Linked DNA regions of Oryza sativa: region 2 is linked to region 1. The links are chromatin contacts, called in public HiCAR-type maps. All regions are on one chromosome and are shown on one strand. Each heading gives the region's core, a stretch centred on a gene start, on an enhancer-like site or on the middle of the called end of the contact. The rest is flanking DNA. Distances are from core to core; before and after follow the strand shown.

Region 1 (6,843 bases), core at 81-2,580:
AGAGGGCAGCTAGCCCATGGGATACCGTGAAAAAGTGAAGTCACGGAACAATTTTAATGTGTGATTAATTAGCGTACACCATACTGTACCACAGGTACCAGGTATCTGGTATCATGTACTAGGTAGGTACTAGGTGTTAGGTATCACAGGTATCGGGGGTATCGGGTACTAGGTAGATACTAGGTGCCAGGTATCACAAGTATCGAGTATCAGGTGTTGATACCAGATACCACAGGTACGAAGTGCCAGGTATCATAAGTATCGGGTAACAGCTGTCATACTGGTATTAGCATGGCGGCGGGGAAGAACACGAACACCCGCGCCGCCCACAGCATGGCGCTCCCCATTATGCCGCGCGACCACCTCTTCTTGCCACCGTGGCTAGGCCTTGTCCACCCCAAGACGTGCGCCTGCAGGTGCCGTCTAGCGGCAGTGCGGGTGGCACTGTGCCTGCAAGCATCGGCACACGCGTGGTCGCGGACAAGCAAGGTGCTGGACCTCGACGCACTGTCAACCCATGACGCCACTGCTACGGTCTTCCGTCGGCGTGCCCTTCCTCTGGGAGGAGGCGTCTAGGAGGCTTAAGGTTGTGGTCGTGCCAGAAGACGTTGCGCCGCTGCCGCCCACTCCGGCTACCGCCGAGAGGACACCTGTTTCTCACGGTCGCGATGGCATTGTCCAGCAGCAGCGCAGCCGCTAGGTTGTTGTACCCCCAGGGCCAAAGAGATAATCAGACGACGAAGACGAAAAGAAGCGAATTAATCGCACATTTAGTTTGTCTCGTTGCAACGGAAGACTGTGGAGTAGATTTTCTATTAGGACCATATTAAAAGTTACTATATAGAGAGAGTATTCTGTAGTAGGAACTAAATTAAACTGTGTAACGCAAAATTGCGAAGTGGAAGTAGACCTGAACTTGGTTGGGCCCAACAGACGAGCCCAACTCCGTGGGCAGATTAGTCATTTCCAACGGATGCAGCCGCGAGTGCCACGCGTGCGCCCACCGCCACGTCACCGATCCCCGCGCCCCCCTCTTGTCGCTTCCTCCCTCACCCTCCGATCCCGACGCGTTGTCCCCGATCCCCACCGTCCATTTCCTCCCCAAACCTCTCACCGCACAAGCCGGTCAAAAAAATTCGAAAAAAAAACAACCCCCCAAAACCCTCAAACGCCCCACCTCACCACCCACGACTCCCCCCACACTCACCGACAGGTGGGCCCCACTCCACCATGGCCGACATGTCAGCGTGCGTTCGTCGATATACTCAGCAGCAGCATATACACGCGCCCCCATCTCTTCTTATCTACTACTTGGAGGAGGAGGAGAGTACTAGTCGTCTTCTTCCCTGGATCCAAATCGAAAATTTCTCTCCCCCTGTTCACACCACGCCTCACTCCCATGGCGACCGAGGAGGACGCGTCGACCATGGCGGCGGCCGAGGCGGACCCCAAGCCCGCCGCCACCCCGTCTTACCCGGAGGTAAGAACCGCTTTCCCCTCTCCCCTCCCCTCCCCTTCCTGTGAGGTGAAGCTCACCGCGTTGCGGGCGCGCGCGCAGATGATACTGGCGGCGATCGAGGCGCTGGACGACAGGAACGGGTCGAACAAGACGGCGATCTCGCAGCACATCGAGGGGAAGTACGAGGGGCTCCTCCCCCCCGCGCACCCGTCGCTCCTCACAGCGCACCTCGCCCGCATGAAGCAGACCGGCGAGCTCGCCTTCTCCAAGAACAACTACTTCCGCGGCGACGACCCGTCCCTCCCGCCCAAGCGCGGCCGCGGCAGGCCGCCCAAGCCCAAGGACGCCGCCGCCGCCGCCGCCGCACCGGCGCCCGCGCCCGCGGCGCCGGCGGCCTCCTCGCCGCGCCCCCGTGGCCGCCCGCCTAAGCCCAAGGACCCCCTCGCCGAGGCGGTCGCGAAGGCCACCAGTGGCATGCCCCGCGCGCGCGGCCGCCCGCCCAAGAAGGCCAAGGTCGAACAGGAAGACCCCATTGGCGCTCCCGCCGCAGCTTCGGCTCCCGCCGCGGCGGCTGAGGCCGCGCCGCCTGTCAAGCGCGGCCGTGGGCGCCCGCCCAAGGTGAGACCCGCCGCGCCGGTCGGGGAGCCAGCCGCTGCTTGATTAGCTCCGATTCTCCGCATCGCCGCGATGGCGACGATGGTAAGCTCCTTTAGGTTGTAACGTAGTCTTCAGATTATGTCTCGTACTGATTGGAGGCGCGGCTCGGGTTGCTGCTTATTGTAAGTTAATCGGATGGTGGGAGGTTTAGGTGTGCTGGATGGATCATCCGTTGCTGAGAGTTGTGATTGAATTCGTGTTATCGCGTGCTGATTATTATGGTAATGTTGGTGACTTTCGTGTCGTTTGTGTTAATTCTAGATTGGTGGCTGCATTTAGTGTTATCAAATGATGTTGAATTGTTCTATGCCATGCCGGACAAAAAAATAAGTCTGATTTATCGATGAGTTAAGCTGCTGGTCTTGCTGGAGAAAAAAATTGGCTGATTTATTCATGAATTAAGCTGTAGTCTGCATGTAGACTGTATAATGCTTATATTTCTGACTGGATGAAGTCATCCTCCAGTTGTTAGGCGTCTTTAGCTAATTTTTTTTAGAAGCTTGCATTTTTCCCCCATTAAAGTCATTTAGTGGGTGAAAGCGCTTTACGGGCATATCTTCGGAACTATCTGTTTGATATTGATGGATAATGACCTTCCTCGCAAAAAACCAAAAAAAGAAAACCAAAAAAAGGATGATGGATTGTAACCCGTGGTTCTTTTAGTATAGATGCCAGAAACTAATATTTGTGCACAGGTCATGCTTCATACTCTAGTGGCAATTGGCAACTGCCATGAATATGATTGCATATGTAGTTGATATTTTGGGTTTCTGTGTAATGTACATGGAGTAGGTGCTTGGTAATGGTAATTCAATTTTGAATACTGCTATACATACGACCCAGTTGTGCATACTCATGTACGACTAGAGGCATGCAACCAATTGATCAATCAAAGGAGCAGATGTTCATATGCAGTGTAGCCGTTGATCAAACTTAGTCATACGTTAGTTGGATGATTGGGTCGTATACATAGCAATTTCCTTCTATTTGGAAGGCACAAACCCTGCCAGTTAGAGAAATTCTGAGATTAAGATATAGGGCCTACTTGTAGTTAGAGATTCTTCTAGAAGATGTAGATGCCAAAAGCTCTCCCAAATAGTATAGATTTTCAATTAGGTTCTGAGAAGCTATAGTTGTATAATCCAGAAAATGAATTAGAAGCTAGAAGCTGGGTTTCCTAGATTCTCACCAGTTAGCTTCTCGAAATCTTAAGGTCACCCAAACAACGCCATAGCTCAGTTACTTTTGACTCTTAGATTGTTTTTTTTTTTTTGGGGGGGGGGGGTGGGGTGGTGGGGAGAGATATTGTTGTAGGTACTATAGTTGATGCTTTTATAGTTTTATTGATTATTGATGACTTTTTTTAAGCACTTCTGTTCATTGCGTGAGTATGAACCATGTAGGGTGCTTGCTTGCTGCCTGGGACATGGCTGATTGTTTCAACTTATGTTTATGCCACCTCTTATATTGATGACAGATGTGGTGCGGAAGATATTGATTAAACTCTTATGAGTATCCTTTCGCTGTACTGAAACTTGAAACAACAAATCCAGTCAGATAGCTCGTAACTGTGAACTAGACTTGCATTTCACAGCCATTGTTCATTTGTTTGTCTGATTGTTTTGAAAGATTTGGGCTCACTTCAGTAAGGGCTCCGTTAGAACAAAGGATTTTTGAAGGAATATTAGAGGATTCAATCCTATGGAAAATTTTCATACATGGTCATTTAGATCAAAGGAATATCTATAAAAAAACTAATTAAATTCTTTTGGATTGGCTTAAAACATACTCCCTCCGTACTCGTAAAGGAGTCATAAAGGAAGTCGTTTAGGACAATGTTTAAGTCAAACCTTGGAAATATAAATCATAAATAATCTCAAGTTGTTGATTGTTGAGTTTGAAAATGTAAAAAATATATGCATAGATTTGTCTTGAAAAATACTTTTATAAAAGTATATATTTATCACTTTTCAATAAATATTTTTATAGAAACAAGAAGTCAAAGCTGTGTTTTGGAGACTGTGTCGCTGTCCAAAACGACTTTCTTTACGAACATAGAGGGAGTATAAATTTTAGGGTATCTTTGAATTAGAAATATGAAAAACATATGATTCTAACATGAATAAAAGTGTTAAATAGAAATTGAAAAACAAGGAAAAACAAATGAATGATCGTTTGATTGGGCCACAGGAAAAACAAATGAATGATCGTTTAAGAGAGATAGACTCAAAAGAATTTTTTCAAGAGGTTGGATCTCTTACTAAATTTTCTCCGAAACCTTTATGCAATGAGCCATTCTATAGGAATTGTATAGGGTTTGGAAAACTCCAATACTTTGAATTGAAGGGCCAAATAAGAAAAATTCCTATAGGTATAAAATTCCTTTACAAATCCTTTGATTCGTAGGGGCTCTTGACATGGTCTTCAACCTGTTGGGAAAAAAAATCATGTGGATCTATCCCTTCTAGGTTGTGTTTATATCGTGTGCCAAATTATTTTGAAATATATGGACACATATTTGAAGTATTAAATGTAGACTAATAGCAAAACAAATTACATATTCCGCATGTAAATTGCGAGACAAATTTATTAAGTCTAATTAATCCGTCATTAGCAAATGTTTACTGTAGCATTATGTTGTCAAATCATGGTGTAATTAGGCTCAAAAGATTCGTCTCGCGATTTACATGCAAACTGTGTAATTGGTTTTTTTTTCGTCCATAGTTAATGCTTCATGCATGTGTCTAAACATTTGATGTGACGAAAAGTTTGAAGGTTGAAGAAAAAAAATTGAATCTAAACACGCCTTAGTTCCTATTTTTTCTACATTCTGTCCAAACGGCCATTCCTATATGTTTTTTTTTTCTTTGTTTTTTCAATCCATAGTATTTGCGGTGCCATAGCACTTCAATCCTGCATTTTTTTCTTGTTTTTTTTATTTGAGAATCCTGCAATCCTGCATTTCAAAGGAGCAATTTGTTGCATGAAAGCTGCCACCACTCAAGCTTTGTTTTGAACTACCCTGGTTCTCTCCGGTTCGGAGACAAACACCAAAATCTGGTGAATCTGTAACCCACTGTATTTTACGGTGAATCCTGTAATCACTTGGACGATGAAATATGTTCCATCTCGGACAAAAAAAATTCCATTATGTAGCTGTTCACGACAATTATCATGTTGCTTATGGAATCATTGTTACTGTGAATCAGGTTTTACCAAACCGTTTTGGGTGGGGTTATCATCATCCTTTCGGTTTTGTAAACCTTGCTGTTAATCCGTTTGATTTGGGCCAATCGGCCGCATCAAATCCAGCCCATTAACAACAAGGAATAAGTTCACCTTTGCTCCAGCCCATTAACAACAAGGAAAGTTCACCTTTGCTCCCTTAACTAGTGACCGAATCTGATTCGTATCTCTCAACCGTAATACCGGATATTTTGACCCCCTAACTATTAAAACCGGCACAATTTGACTCCCTGGGCGGTTTTGGAGGGTGGTTTCGCTGACGTGGCACCTACGTGGCGGTGTTGACTCGATCTTTGTTTCACATGGAGTTGACGTGGCGCCTGCAACCGGCCGCGCCCCACACGGCGTTGCCGCAAGCCGCAGCCGACCGAGTCCCAGCATGGCGTCGCCGCGAGCTGCCGCGAGCCCGCAGCCGACTGCGCACAGCCGCCAGACGCGCCCCACACGGCCGCTACTCCCGCGCCGCCCGCACAGCCCCTTCTCCCTCGCCGCGTCGTCATCTTGGTGGCGTGCCTCGCCGCTCCCTCCCCGCATGGCTGCCAGCCACCGAGCGCCGAACCACCGCGTCGCGCCACCATACTCGACCGAAACGGGGGGCGAGCACGATTTTGATATGTGGCGCATTCTCTTAGTTGTAGTTAATAGGAATTCTCTGCATTCTCATGCTTCCACGTCACCCTATTACCTGCCAACCGTTAGATCTCCATCAAACGATCGACTGGCCATCCATCCGCACCACACCCACCCACATCATGTCCCCACACAGCAGCAGCAGCACGCCTGCGCCGCCCACCACGGATCAGGTTCCTCCACCTTCAAAGGCATGTACCTTTGTCACTGACATGTGAGCCCGACGAACTCTGGGCTCACCTGTCAGTGATAAAGGTATGGTGCATTTGAAGGTAGAGGATCGCCTCTCCCTCTGGTGCCGTGCTTCCCCAGCCCCGCGACCGCATCGCCTCCCTGCCCTAAGGCCCATGGCGCTCATCTCTTCCTCTCCCGCGACGCACCACCGCACCAGTTAAAGGGGCTTCGGCTGCAGGAGACCTAGCGGGCTCCCAGTTTTTGTCCGTTCGTCTTCGTCTTACGATAACCGGTGCTTCTATTAATTGGTTTGCCACCTACACATCCCATCTTCATATATGTCACAACGCACGCTATTGTTTGCTGCTAATGACGACGCAAGAAGAAAAGCTGTACAAATCTTGGTATTGTTGCCCATCTGAGCATGCACGTTTTTGGATCCATCTGCTAGGCCAACAAGGAGGATGTTTCACTTCATGCCAATCTCCATTGTTCTGGGTTTATCCCTAATCCAGCTAAGTCTCTCTTTCCAAGCAATATTGATTGACGTAGTCTGAGCAATCGAGCTAATCTCTTCGCAAATTAAGCTATCAATTTCGAACAGATTTCAGTATCCTGATCTGCCCCCCCCCCCCTTTTTTTTTCTCTTCTCTGTACATCAATATTTGCTCCTGCGG
Region 2 (6,285 bases), core at 2,118-4,617, 370 kb before region 1:
TGTTACACAACATGATTATTAATCGTCCCTTTTCTCAGGCCCAAATACCTTACACATGTTGGCCTGGCCCATGCGAGGGAGCTCCGCATTGAACATTTATTTACAACAGTAAATTTTACTTTAGGTTACCTTTTATTATCACTACTGACATGCAATCTTTGCCGACGGTAAATATCACCGTTGGTAATCCTACAAAACTATTGGAAATGCTATGACCGATAGTTTATGGTGGGGGATCATCGGTCGGGATTGAGTGTGTCGGGGATTTGTCAACTCGCCAACGGTGATTCTATATACCGTTGGCAATTACTTTTCCAACGGAATATTCCAACCGTAAACCCGTCCAGATTTCATGGATTTCCATTAGGTCCTCCGTAACAGATACCATGATTCCCTACAGGATACTTCCTCCGTTTCATAATGCAAGTCATTCTAACATTTCTCACGTTCATATTGATGTTAATGAATCTAGACATATATATCTATCTAGATTCATTAACATCAATATAAATGTGGGAAATGCTAGAATGACTTACATTGTGAAACGGAGGAAGTAATATATTATTATTATTATTATTATTATTATTATTATTATTATTATTATTATTATTATTATTATTATTATTATTATTATTATTATTATTTTGTTTTATACCACCCTTTAACAAATTTTCCACTCTCAACAAGATAAATTTATCATTGTTGCATTTTAGACCACCCTCAACTATTTTATTCATATGCATCAATTTGTTATATATCAAAGCAATAGACTCAATATAATTGTGGGAATTCATTGATGAGTAGAAGTTGGTGTACTCAAAATCATTCATATGCTTGAGAAGAGAGTCAGGTAGTCCAAAGTGGGACAAAGGTAAGATTATCCAATTCAAAAACATTGATTAAATGGTGATCCATTGGTGATAAAAAGTGGTTCAATGTGAAATTTACTCTTGCATATATAGCCATTGCAAGACAAAATGGATCTGGAACGAGGAAATGAATGTTCAGTGCACAATTACCATCTCCTGTTGTAAGGACATGGTCAAAGATAAATGTAGGTTATTGAACTCTTAGATAATTCCCATATATTTAGGGAATATTCGGTCATTCCTTACAACAGTAAAGACAAAGGGTTTAGCCATTTAACCCAAAATATTCGCAGTGACTAACAACAACATAAAATTGCTCGTACCTTGTGAATGCCATCTCTTCAAGGAAAGATAACTTCTTCAAGGTAAGAGGGCCCTCTTCATTATTATGTCAAACACATCGGTAATTGGTATTTCACATGTTTGGTTTATGGGATAAACGCGCATCTTAATGATATTGTAATGTGCATACTATACATAGACTATAGTATATATATGGGATGATTTTGCTACTTTCAGGCGCAAGAAAATTTCCCAGTCACCAAGAATTGCACATGGTAGTGCTATGCAATTTTGTCGTTGTATATGGTTTTAGTCTATTTTTAATCTAAGTTTGCATATTTTTACATGTAATACTGGTAAGTTATCGTGGATTGTAAAATTATTTCTTGTTTAGATAAGAGTAATTTATTGTTCAAACTTTTATATAAGAAATTAAGGACTTCGATTTCAATTAGTAATGGTAAGAGTGATCACCATTGGATTGCAATCTAAGGGATAAGGGGCTGTCCAGGCGCTACTGACTATGATACATGGAAAGCAACACGAATTTCCTTTCTTTTGCTACTTCATCCGTCCGTAATATGTTCATTTTTAGCTCATTCCATTTATCATAAAATAATTATTTTTAGAGTAATTAATCATTGCATCAGAGTTTATAAAAGTAGAAAATTATTGTATTGGGAGTAGATAGATTGAGAAATAGTTGTATTGAGATTTGATAAAGTAGGGGTGTTCTAGAATTATTGGTTTTGTACTGGTACGTGTGAGATGAGTAAAAAATGAGCTTACTTGGGATGGAGATAGTAAATTTAAAAATCAAACCAGTGTACATCATTCGTTCCAAACAGAATGCAATTCTAACATTTAAATTCAGTAAAAAAAATTATAGCACTTCTGTCATTTAATTTTTCCTTGTTTTAAGCCCAACTACTTTCCCACTTCCAACCACTCCCTTGTTTAACAAGGGGCATCCAAGTAATTTCTTCTCCCTACTAGTTTGTCTTTTGAATGACTACAGTTGCAATTTTTTTATGAAGTATGCTTCAATATATTGAAGTATGTGTAGTATTAAAATTACAGCATATTTAATCTTCTTATCTCTTAACCCCTTTAGTTCCTACATATATTATTCTGGAATCAAGATCCGGTGCAGTTGTTATAGCGACTGCAAGTTAGGCAGTCACATCCCTTCACAACCATCGGATCAAGCTGATAAAGGACAGATAGCTGTGCCACGTCATAACCAATCTGCCAACGCTACAGTACATGCTACAGGGCGCTACAGGACTATATACGCGTGCTATAGTGTTCTGGCCGAATCTGAGCTGTTTTTCTTTGATCTGACGGTCACGCAAGGACTGCTAAAGTTGCAGTCCACATTACAACTGCAGGTGATCTCGATCCATTATTAAGACATGACTGCCAGGTTATGCAATTTCGTTTTGCGTATTTACGGCGGGGGCTAGCTTGGACGAAATTGTTATTAAATTTGAAAAGATCTTGACTGGGTTTGACCAAATTCTGGTTGAATTAAAAAAGTTAAAAATTTCGGACAAAATAGTTCTATGCCGGGCCCGAAATATATATGAGTGCACGTTCATTAAGTTGTAAATTGGCTCTCTCTCCAACGTACATACGGAATATATGATACAACTTACAGGTGCGAAGCTAAAACAAAATAGAGAGCAGTACCACTTGCTTGCTTTACTCTAGTTTAACGAAATAGAGAGCGATACCACTTGCTTGCTTTACTCTAGTTTAGATCAAGTTTAGACTGATATGAATGTATGAGTTTAGATTGAGGAGTACATATATAATGAAAAAAAAAATTCTTGACCGGATTTCTGACACCCCCTCTCCTACCTAGCTAGCTCCGTCCCTGTCGACTTAGAGCAAGTCTAATAGTATAGCCAACTACTAGCTCCAATTCATCTATAGCCAATCTAGTAGCTCATTCATACAATAGTTACATACTACACTATTAATACCTGGTCCCACCTGTCATACACATAATGTGTCTTCGAGTCCGTGCTATAGCTGGCTACAAATATGTAGCCCGTTGCTCTTCTCTCACCTCATTTATCTCTTTAAAATATGTTTACAGCTGGCTTATAGCCTGCTATTGTACCTGCTCTTAATATTTCGGCCCTCAATGTCTATGCAGTGTCATGTGTGCACTCTATAAATATAGCGAACCCTACTTCCTCGTAAGCCAACTAGCCAAGCCAATCGGTCCCCACGCTTACAAGCTACAACTTCACCTCACCCCTGCTGCATTCTCGCGTCCCAAGTTACAATCCATCAATGGCGGCTTCCACTTCCGCCGCGGTTAAGATGGCCGCCGCCGTCCTCTGCCTGATGGTCGCCCTCTCCGTCGCCGCCGGGCAGCTCACGACGACGGCCGCCGCCGCCACCTCCACGCGCGTGGATGATCACGTCGTCGAGGACGACGACGACGCGACGCCGACGACGCTGCAGCAGCTGGAGACGCGCCTCGCCGACGATCAGGACCTCGCCGACCTCCTCGACGGCGGCGACGGCGCCGCCACCATCTGCCCCAGCAACTGCCAGAAGTGCCTGGTCAAGTGCGCGGGCACCTGCGTCGCCGACATCGTCAGCCCGCCCACCTTCGTCGCCTGCTTCCTCAAGTGCGCCGTCGTCAAGCTCTGCTTCGCCAAGGTTTGATCATCATCGCGTCGGCGGCCGGCCGGCGATGGTCGACGGCGGCGCCGGTGCCGCTTGATTGCTTGCCTTGTTGTCTTGCTAGCTCGTGTCTACGTACTCCCTCCGTACCTATATATTTAACACCGTTAATTTTTTTAATATATTTGACAGTTTATCTTATTAAAAAAATAAAAAAATATTTTTTTCTTATTATTAAATATGTTTTTATTATATATATAGTTTTACATATTTAAAAAAATTAAATAAAATAAACGATTAAATATATTTAAATAAATTAACGGCGTTAAATATTTAAAAACGGAGGGAGTAGTCGAGGTCGCCATGCGTGCACTCCTGCATGCATGCATGCGTGGTGGTGGTGTGTGGAGACGATGATATTGGTGTCGCGTGTATCATTTCAGTTGCCGATCGATTTACGGCTGATGGTGTCGTTGACCATACAACTGTTTGGTGACTGAGGGAAATATATGTAACGTGTGTCCATCGGTAAAGATGTTGTTGCACGCACAAGCTAGCTAGCGTGGATTTTTAATTGGCAATGCTTCGCTTGTAAATTAAGCGTAATGCTTCTCTGAACGTGCAACAATCCTACACACGTTCACGTTAAAAAAGATTACAGTAGTGGTAAGTCAAACATTTACAACTTTAACTATTAATAGCCAACAAATAAAAAAGTTCAAACATATAAAATGGATGTTACTAGATTTGTCATTAAACAAAAACTATCGTAATATACGTAGGGGTGGACGAAAAGCTCGTGGCTCATTAGCTCGTTCGGCTCGACTCGACTCGTTGCATTTTCTTAAGGGACTATCTATACAACATTCGACTGAAAATTAGCCTAAAAATCTGTCAAATGTAACTGTAACATAATTACAATGTAATTTTCGTAATTACACTATATTTATACTATAATTACATATGTAATTTTCATAATTACACTATATTTGTACTATAATTACATATGTAACCTGCATCCGTCATCGGCCGGGTTCCCGCGGCGGGGAGAAGAGCATCGATGGCGTCCTTGAAGGTATCCATGAACGGCGGCGGTTTGTGGTGCCGTTCGGAGGCATAGGGGAAATTTTCGGTCTGGGAGAAAAAGAGGGAAAAAAAGAGAAAAGAAAGTGAGAAAGAAAATGTGACATTGACATGTGGGTCCCACGTGCTGAGTCAACCAGTTGGACCGAGTCAAAGCGCCATGTCAGCAAAACCATCTCTAAAACCGCTGAGGAAGTCAAATTTACCGGTTTTAATAGTTGGAGGAGTCATCCTACCCGGTTTTCTAGTTAAGGGGTATGAATTAGATTCGGCGTACTTTTAAGGGAGTCAATGTGGACTTTTTCCTTTACACCCATACCAAGTGAATCCAAATTGAAAACTAATCCATTAGACCCATTCCAATCCAACCCATTGGCAGGCTTAACTAGGCCACAATGAAGTCCACGTTTTTTCTCTAAGGCTCAAAACGCTCCAAAGTCCAAAGCCCATAATATTCCAACCCTAGTGTCCCTGGATTGAATCAAGAGTAAATTTCACAAAACTACACGTTTTGTAGTCCAAGTTACAGAAAACCACACACACTTTGACACTTGGCACTTAAGTATATATATTTTGGTAGTGTAGTTTCACAGAACCACACTATCAATGAATGGATTCACCCGCGAGATGACGTGATTGTTTCATCTAGGATGAGGACATGTCATCCTATTACCAGCCATCGCACGAAATTAATAGGATGCCACGTCTTCATCCTAGATGAAACGACCACGTCATCTCACGAGTAAATCCATTCATCGATAGTGTGGTTTTGTGAAACTAAACTACCAAAATATATGTACTTAAGTACCAAGTATCAAAATATTTATGGTTTTCTGCAACTTGAATCATAAAACATGTAGTTCTGTTAAATTTACTCTTGAATCAATCCATCGATCCCCAATCCCATTGCGCCTCCGTCATCGCCATTGTGAATCGCACCGCTACCGCAGCCTCGGCACCTCGCCTCCTTCGTCGGCAGCCGCATCCTCGCGCTTCCGCCCTCCCTCCTTCCTAGCCTTCACTCCGTCGTTGCACCATCTTGTGCTCCCAGGTCCGAGCACCGCAGCACGGTGTTACAGCCTCGATTGTTCGTCGATCTCGTTGCTCACTGAGGACGATGACTTCACCACAGCCCACATGTTAGCAATCGCCGTTGCCGTCGTTCTTCTGCTCAGGTGTGCCTTTGTAGTTTCAGACTTCCAGCACTTCTCAATAAATCTCACCCGATTTATTTTGCTACTTCTGGTGGTGTGTGTGCACCATGCAGCTGTTGGTCATCCAAACCGTTTCACCGTTGCGCTCGCCATGGAGGAGGAAAGCGACCTTCGTCAGCATGTGCCAGCTTGCGAGCTAAACGAGCTGAGTCGAGCTTACAGCCGAGCTGAGTTGAGCTGGCTCGAGCTTACAG

What was found. HiCAR-type assays count read pairs that join an accessible place to other places.
Region 2: a contact with region 1 is called in a HiCAR-type map of leaf, with 8 times the contacts expected there. The contact joins the promoter of LOC4347026 here to the promoter of LOC4347003 in region 1. A contact is called at or near these places in 5 of 15 Hi-C or Micro-C datasets (leaf, panicle, seedling and 1 more) and 1 of 4 datasets of contacts at active chromatin or transcription factors (leaf).

The regions. Positions count from the first base shown.
Region 1 is chr9:18,471,204-18,478,046 of ASM3414082v1, reverse strand. LOC4347003 (HMG-Y-related protein A) reads left to right here and starts at 1,330. Exons shown (of 2, transcript XM_015795891.3): 1 at 1,330-1,480; 2 at 1,559-2,371. The coding sequence starts at 1,400. The coding sequence ends at 2,119.
Region 2 is chr9:18,848,756-18,855,040 of ASM3414082v1, reverse strand. LOC4347026 reads left to right here and starts at 3,367. Exons shown (of 1, transcript XM_015755906.3): 1 at 3,367-4,390. The coding sequence starts at 3,456. The coding sequence ends at 3,836.